3 separate regions of the Mus musculus genome follow, and all the other regions are linked to region 1. A link is a contact called in public HiChIP or PLAC-seq data. All regions are on one chromosome and are shown on one strand. The core of a region is the stretch at or near the end of the contact, and the rest is flanking DNA. Distances in the headings are between cores, read along the strand shown.

Region 1 (2,605 bases), core at 76-2,575:
CTTCACATCACATGGCCTCAGTGATTTGCTAGGCTGCCACTTACCATATTATCATTAAAATGTTTCTTTGCAGTGTAACTCATCCCTTGGAAGCGTCCATGTCCCTGGGAGGGACAGATGGGGGAGACAGAATAAAGTAGGTCACAGCACAGACCCCCACGTGGAGGTTCAGCAGAAGTGTGGGCCGTGTTTCTCCACCCACTGTTGCTTTTACTCCAAACATTGTTAAATATAGTTTCTGATGAGACTAGAAGAGCCATGTTCTCCCAGAGAGCAATTAAGTTTAGTCCAGGGTCGCAGTGGGCTGCTGTGTGCTCTGCCAGGGCCCACTTGAGCCCACATGGAGGCTTTTTTGCTTCAAAAGGTGTTACTGACTCGTACAGCTCAGAACTTTTTATCTTGAGTCAGTGTGGTGGATCGTCAAGAGCCCTCTAGGCTCCACAGTCCTCATTACTTCAGAGATGTTCAGGACATCACTGATGCACAAGCTACATGGCCGCAAGCAGAAAGGGTTTAAAAATAAGTGTAACTGCACTGGCATTTGGGGCGCGAAGGATCATGGCTTGCTTTGCTGGACTCTGTCCTTCTGTGGACTCTAATCCCAGGGAGCTCCCCCGCCCCACCCAGGGCAGGGGGCAGTCTCTGTCCTTGCATCTCTATTTAGTTAGGAGGCACTGGGCAACACTTGTTGTATGCTGGCCTGTGGCTTACAAGGACCGGGTACACCAGGGAGGCAGGCTGGGGCTGAAAGAGACTTAGAGGGCGTGAGGTTAATGGAGCCAAGACATGATTCTGTTCGAGGCTCTCCAGTTTACTATGGGAGTCTACTTATACAAGGGGAAGGTCCATCCCCTGCCAGTCCATTCTTGGTGTCTGGAGCCAGCCTGTAGGTGATGTGTAGAATAGGATGTTCCTCCAGAATGTATCAGGTGCTTCTCAGCAGGTAGCAGTGTCTTGGAGAGAGCAGTGGCAGGTGGCAGAACAAAAGAGCCATCTAGGTCAGAAGGCTCCCCCTTAGGGTAATTTCCTTCTCAGTGGCAGCAAGGTCAAAGTCTGGATCAGCCTGCTTCAGGGCTGAGGGAGGCTACAAACCCTCGAGGTTGTTAGCCTTGCACCCAGCCCTCCTGAGCTGTTGTGTTTCGAGGCTCATATCCCTCTCCCTTCCTCCTCTCCATTTTCATTCTTCCCTGTTGCTCATCCTGCCTTTGCAAATGCTGAGCGAAATGGCAAACACAGGAACATCCTTGCAAAGACAGTAAACACTAGTATGTTAATCTGCATAGGATGTATCACAGGAGCTGTAAGAAAGCACACTCTAGAAGCATGAATCTGTGTAGTTACAGCCTCCCTAGGAGGTAGGCATGGCACACACTGCTGTAGCAGTGCTGGTGGTATTGGCTGGAGTCCTCCCTGCCTAAGGTATTCACTCTAGGCTGTTGCTATGTCAGTCTAACCCAAGCTAGTATTGCCCGTTTACTGCACTGGTCACTGTGAGTTGCTATAATAGTGAGTGGAAAACATGAGGATATTCTAAGAACAGGTTCTTGTTGGTGCAATCTTCAAGTCTGATTTTTGGAATTGAAATCATGAAGACTCCTCTCACTTAGGGATTTGGAGCATCCTTCTTCAGGATGCAGGTTCCCAGGACACTAGTGAGAACGACTGACTTGGGAGTCACTGAGGCGGCCAAAGAAAGAGGGAGGAACAAAACACAGCGATGACCAGTGTTGGGCCCTGAGACAGGGTAGAATGTAGCCTGGCCAGGCAGAGGGGAAGCTGGGAAGGAACTGTCAGGGTTGAAGGGGATCAGGGTTTTCCAGAGTTCCTCCTTTGTCTGAACAGCCTGTGAAGCACAGCCTCAGAGCATCAAGAGTAGCAAGCTCTCTGCTCCTAGGCTGCTAAGTTGGCAGAGGCCCCACACAGCAGGTGGTGTGCCCACAATTGTGGTGGCATCCCTGCCACCCCATCAGTGTAGCAGTGTACTGAGTTAGCCATCAGGGTCAACATAGGGGAAGCAGGAAAGTGTGGAGGGGTTGCTTGGGCCAGCGTGCTTTTGGGCGTGGCCTTTCTCAACGGGCAGCTGTGGGAAGCCCTCATTCTGCAGTGAACAGTGTATAGAGAAACAGGACCCTGTGACTATGGTGCCGTGTTGCCATGTTGACATGGTCTGAGCAGGCTCGTTGGATCTTGTAAAGCTATCTGCAGACCTGTGGGCTCCATAGACAGGAGTGAGACAGGTGTTGAAAACAATGTGTTCTTCACCCTGTCGGATGCCCTGAGCTAGGCCGGGGCTTCCTCCCATTGGGTCACTGGAACCCACTTGCTCCCTTGGTGTTTGTGTTGCTGTTACTTCCCCAGGTGAGAAAATGAGCGTGAGGATGAAGTAAGGCAGTGCGCTGCTGGGTGTGGGACTGGGGTCACAAGGGGAGGGACGAGCCACAGAGCTTTTCTGCCTCTCCTACTAGTTCACCAGTGCCATCCATGTTCAGGGTTGCTATTCGGGGTCCTTTTGCCCAAGTCAGAATAAAGCCTGGTGGGGGGCATGCGGCTGTTCTCTGTTTCCTGGGGAAGTCCCCTGGGTACAATCTGTGCCTGCTGCAGCCCC
Region 2 (2,605 bases), core at 67-2,566, 240 kb after region 1:
CCAGCAGACCATTTTACATGTGGCCCAACTTCGTGGTCCTTTGAAAATTTCCCCCAAGAGTCCTGCAGCTGAAACCAAACAAGAGGAGAGGGAACAGAAAACATTGCTTCCTCTGTGATTCACCCAGCCTACTGCAAAGAGCATACTCAGTTAATACAATTAAAAAACAAAACGCCAGGGCGTGTGGGGATATAAATTTAGCTTAGCAGCTTTGATGTGAATCCTGATTTAGGGGCTATTGAAATCAAATTCAAGTAGAGGGCAGGAAGAAATAGGAGAAATGGTCGAGGGCTTATGGAGGGCTGGGAGGAATCAGTCAGGAGAAAGGAAGAGAGAACAAATTTGGAAAGGTTGAGAAGAGATGCTGGGAGCCAAGGAAACAACCTCGGTGAGGATGTCGGGGAAGGGGGGCTCCGTGGGGACAGGGGACAGCCTGCTCTGGAGACTGTCGCGCGGGCTGCAGAAACGAGTGGCTGAGGATGAGTGCCCAGGCCTTGCGCTGCGCCAAAACTGCCAGCGCAGAGGCGGCGCCGCTGTGTGCCCTCCTGTGGAGCTCAGCGTTCGCTGCGGGGGCGAAGAGGGACAGAAAGCGGCAGGTCCTAAGGGCTAGGGGAGTTCTTAGGAGAGCCCTTCCAGGGTGAGCCATTGCCTTCGCTTTGTCCGCTGACCGCCTCGCCAGACCACCCAGCTTTTAATATGAGTTCCCAAGCCCCTGTTCTGGGGTGCTTACCACAGCCCAAGGGGTTTGACACCTAACCCACCTTCCCAGTTCCAGCCTCTTCTCTGTTCAGGGACTCGAACCATCCCAGGCTCGCGCCAGGCATGAGGTCGCATCCCCGGAAAGGGCAAGGCAGTTCCTGCACGCCCGGGAGGAGGAGGGAGATCTTGTCTACACTGCTTCTAGTGTGTCTTGGAGTGAGCAAGCCATCTAATCTGTCCCGATTCTCCTAGTCACCCCTTCCCTGATCGACAGATTGCAATCGCAGCTCCTGCGCACGCACCCCTAGGGGGGGAAATCGAGGGCGGAACCACCTCTGAGTCTTTGCTTGGGGTGAGGAGCACCTTTCTCCCCGAGAGGGTGCCAGAGGTCCCGGCCGTGGTTCTTTCCACCTGCCGAGAAATCAGAGCTGTTCTTTCGAGCCTGGCAGCGGTGGAGCTTGCTGCTTTTGCCCGAGCTCTCTCTGCACGCCCCCTATTCGCCCCCGCCCGCCCGAGTCACCTCTTTACGCGCCCCCGCCCCTTTCGAGCTAGCGCTCACCACCACCCCTCCTCTATCCGCCCTCCTCCCCTTCCCCCTTCCCTCTGGCCCTCCCTTCATTCCACAAGTGTCGCTTCTCTCTCTCTCTCCAGCGCACTTGGCGTGCTAGAGAGGTGAAGAGCATCCTGCGAGCGAGCGGACGTGGGGAGCCGAGTCCCGGGTGGCGGGTGGAAGGGAGTTACGGACACAGCGACTCTCTCCTGTTTTCCACCCCCGCCTCCCCCGGTGGCCAGCAGGACCTGCACCCCGCGCTGGCCCCCGCTCCTGCTCCGTCCCCGCCCGGCCCCGGCGCGCTCCTCCCCGGCCGGCCCCCTTCCTCGGCGCGCGTCGCGCTGGAGGCGAACGCAGTCTGAGCCGAGCGCAGTGGCCGCCGACCACCGAGCGCCCCGCGCCGCCTCCCTGCATGTGCGGCCAGCGGCGGCCCGCAGCCCCCGCCAGCAGCCTCGGCAGCTTCGGCCGCGCGTCCAGAGGCGGCGGTAGCGGCTCCAGCGGCGGCCGAGCGCTCCAGCCCGGGTTGGGAGACACGATGCGCCGAGTCCTTCGGCTGCTTCTCGGCTGCTTCCTCACCGAGCTGTGTGCCCGCATGTGCCGGGCGCAGGAGCGATCTGGGCACGGGCAGCTAGCGCAACTGGGCGGCGTACTGCTGCTCACAGGGGGCAACCGCTCCGGAGCCGCCTCCGGAGAGGCCGGCGAGGGCGTCGGGGGCTCGGACGCACCGCCGACTCGAGCGCCCACGCCAGACTCCTGTCGGGGCTACTTCGATGTCATGGGCCAGTGGGACCCGCCGTTCAACTGCAGCTCGGGCGACTTCATCTTCTGCTGCGGGACTTGTGGCTTCCGGTTCTGCTGCACGTTTAAGAAGCGGCGACTGAACCAGAGCACCTGTACCAACTACGACACGCCACTCTGGCTTAACACGGGCAAGCCCCCAGCGCGTAAGGATGACCCCTTGCACGACCCCACCAAGGACAAGACCAACCTTATCGTCTACATCATCTGCGGGGTGGTGGCTGTCATGGTGCTGGTGGGCATCTTCACCAAGCTGGGGCTGGAGAAAGCGCACCGGCCCCAAAGGGAACACATGTCCAGGTGGGCTGCCTCCCCTTCGCCCCCCTCTTTGGGTCCACTTTCCTTTCCCATCCATCTCCAACATTCCCCAGCCGTGCTTCCCTCCACCCCAAGGTCTCCGATTGGGGAATGTCATCCAGGACGACAACTTTCCCTTGTAGCATTGAGCCAAGCAAGGCATTGGGCTCAGCACAGGTGGGAGTGAAGGCCGAGTGTGGAAGGGGAAAGTCTCTTTTCCCCTCGCCCACCTCCTGTTCCCTCTCACCAGATATGATGGTG
Region 3 (2,605 bases), core at 71-2,570, 170 kb after region 1:
ACTCAGCACATCCATTAACAAAACATACAGCACGAATGCGCAATCAATGGGATACTGTTCAGAAGGAAGGAAGGAAGGAGAACTACTTAGAATAGGAGGCATCTCAAAAACATGTAGGCTGGGAAAACAAACAAACAAAAACCTAAGACACATTAAAATCTGTAGAAAATGGCAACACTGCAGACTGGACTTTCCCCAGTCCACCATCAGTGGATTTTTGGCTGTGCGCACCTGTGCAGAACCTTGAACTGCAAGGAGGGGAAAAGAAACAAAGGCCTAGCAGAGAACTGTAGGATTGATCTTCTTTGGCTAGCTAGGCAGAGGTAAGTCTGAGGAAATGAACCTGAAAATAGGATGTGAAGGCTGAGAAGGTGCCAGACTTCCAAGTCCCACCAGGTGAGCAGAGGAGAGCAGGTGCCAAGGCCCTCCGGGTTTGGAACGGGCCTGATTCTTTTTTCAGAGCAGTTCAGGCAAATTAGAGGCTGGATAACAAGGCGAGCGTTCCTGTGATTCTAAGCCAAGTGCCAGAGAAGAATCAACCCCAAAGATCCAAAGGAAACACAGGGAAACAGGAACCAATCCGGTATCCTCTGAGTTGCTGGGGCCTATCATTTGCTTAACACCCAGCATGTGTTCCACACCCAAGGTTACAGAAATAGTCTGATGTGTTAACAACGCTCCCTTTGAGGCAAGACTGGGTCAGATTATCTAAGCCCAACTTCCAAGAACGCTACCTGGACCAGAATGCCTTCCCTTTCTACGGTTACAGTAAGCAACTGGATATAAAAACACTCTCACTACAATTGACAGCCCCTGACACACACAGCGCTTGTCAGCTGCCCCGCAGAAGCTTGCCAAGGAAGAGAGAAGACAGGCCCCGTAGCAGAGCCCAAGCAGTCATTCACTTCTCTGCCACCTCCGCCCCGCTTCTGTTTAGTTTGTTTGCTTTATTTTTTAAGTTTGTGGTTTGCAAGGTCAAGTCAAGGCCAGCGAAGCACCCAACACTGCGAGGGAGGAACAACTCCGACAACGGTCCCCGGTGCTGTGTGCAACCCACGAAGGGATCCGGATAGAAGTGAGCGCCCGCGACCGGAAGGTTCCCCTCGCGGAAGGTTCTGCAGCTCTGGAGTGCCCCCCTTCCCAGGCGAAGAGCCAAGCAGTACCTGAGGAAAACGCGTCCAGGGTCCTGCCCCGGGCTCTGTGGAAAACATCCGCCGCCTCCATAGCGGACATGGCGAGCGACTGGCCTTGCCTGGGCACGTTCTGTGAGAGGAGGGAGCGACTCCACACCACCCGGCAGCCCCGCCTGGAACAGCTTCTGGAACCTGCCCTCCAGGAGGGCCGGGCGGGGCGGGGCCGCTCTGGGTGCTGCTAGTACTGCCTGGGCAGAACACGGAGATTGCCACCCCTAGTGGGATCCTCCCGGGGTCAGGATCCAACTTTCACTGGAACAGACTGGGGGTTGAGGCTTTGAGGCCTGGAGTTGTCTTATGTAACACGCATCGGGCCGCTTCATAATTTGGGATTTCAGGTTAACAAGAATAGGAAAAAACAAAACAAAAACAAACAAACAAAAAAACCCAACAAAACCCACGTTTAGCTTAAATATATCTCATGCAGTATTTGGGAGATACTTAAGCAGTTATTTTTAAAATATTGTTTATCTGAAATTCCATTTCAATTTGATGTCCTAAGTTTTATGTTGCAACCCTTCCAAACTGCCCACCATAATCTCAAGAGTCTTTAAGGCATCTTGACTGCCTGGACATTGCCACTGTCATTCTGTCACTGTTGTTGCTGGGTAACAGGCATTGCCCGAAGTACTTTGTGTTTTGCTTGTTACCTCATTGACTGCACTTGTCAGATGGGGAAACTGACACTCAGAGAGAGACACAACTCCTGAAAGCTAAGAGCTGCAGGTGAGCAAGACAAAATCTATCCAACTCAAAAGCCGTTACACTGGACTACAACCCTCACACTTGGTAGCAATCCAGATTTCGAGGTGGAAAATGTTAAATTCAGATCTCCAAAAAGAGGATACATTTATTAAGCACTACAGGGGAATTCCTAGGATCTGCCAAGTTGCTAAATTTTCTTCTCAACAAGTGTAAGCCTGAAATGTTCGTATGGTTAACAGAGCTAGGATGATGTCCCATGACCTTGAACTAGAGTCAGATATAAGTCCTAGCAATTTAGGACAGAAATACAAATGAGCTTGTGTCTCAGCTACTTGGGTTTATCCTAATACTACCACTTACTTTAGGTATGATCTTAAAAATTAGTTGCTCTGCACCTCAGTTTTCCTACCTGTCAAATGAGAACAATAACAATACCTAGGGTTATTGGGTTGGTGAGAAAGTTAGATGATGTTGTAATTTGCACATAAGATGTCTCCCGTAGGCTCATGTTGGAAGTTGTCCCCAGCTAGTTGTGAACGAAAGAAAAAGAAATAAAAAGGAAGGGAAAGGATATGAATTCCCCCTAGGTGTGGTGGAGGAGAAAGCTTATCTGTGGGAGAGTGTAGCCAAAAGCTGAGACATCTGTGAAAATCTAATACTGGGCAAGGGGAAGGGGTAAGGAGAAGGAGGGAAGAAAAGAACCAGGT

Evidence for each region. HiChIP or PLAC-seq counts read pairs in DNA pulled down with a chosen protein or histone mark.
Region 2: a contact with region 1 is called in an H3K4me3 HiChIP or PLAC-seq map of embryonic stem cells, with 4 times the contacts expected there. The contact joins the promoter of Shisa9 here to the enhancer-like site in region 1. A contact is called at or near these places in 5 of 39 promoter capture datasets (embryonic stem cells, hippocampal neurons, liver and 1 more), 1 of 484 Hi-C or Micro-C datasets (nephron progenitors), 3 of 115 datasets of contacts at active chromatin or transcription factors (embryonic forebrain, embryonic stem cells and forebrain) and 1 of 9 other capture datasets (embryonic stem cells).
Region 3: a contact with region 1 is called in an H3K27ac HiChIP or PLAC-seq map of embryonic stem cells, with 4 times the contacts expected there. The contact joins the promoter of Cpped1 here to the enhancer-like site in region 1. A contact is called at or near these places in 1 of 484 Hi-C or Micro-C datasets (embryonic stem cells), 6 of 115 datasets of contacts at active chromatin or transcription factors (bone marrow-derived macrophages, embryonic forebrain, embryonic stem cells and 1 more) and 4 of 9 other capture datasets (adipose tissue, embryonic stem cells, liver and 1 more).

Annotation. Positions count from the first base shown.
Region 1 is chr16:11,741,961-11,744,565 of GRCm38.p6, forward strand. The region is part of intron 20 of Snx29 (sorting nexin 29); the gene reads left to right. Among named protein-coding and RNA genes, the nearest start is that of 4833415N18Rik, 36 kb to the right of the region's middle. Within about 2 kb of position 1,326, at least 18 of the 459 cell types and tissues checked have an H3K27ac peak or open chromatin away from gene starts, as enhancers often do. A contact at or near this core is called in embryonic stem cells, where this site is marked.
Region 2 is chr16:11,982,797-11,985,401 of GRCm38.p6, forward strand. Shisa9 (shisa family member 9) reads left to right here and starts at 1,317. Exons shown (of 5, transcript NM_028277.2): 1 at 1,317-2,347. The coding sequence starts at 1,785. It overlaps Gm32278 (predicted gene, 32278), which reads right to left and starts at 949. Exons shown (of 2, transcript NR_155455.1): 1 at 762-949.
Region 3 is chr16:11,908,103-11,910,707 of GRCm38.p6, forward strand. It overlaps Cpped1 (calcineurin-like phosphoesterase domain containing 1), which reads right to left and starts at 1,321. Exons shown (of 4, transcript NM_146067.3): 1 at 1,164-1,321. The coding sequence starts at 1,233. All of the region lies in intron 2 of Gm9961 (predicted gene 9961), which reads left to right.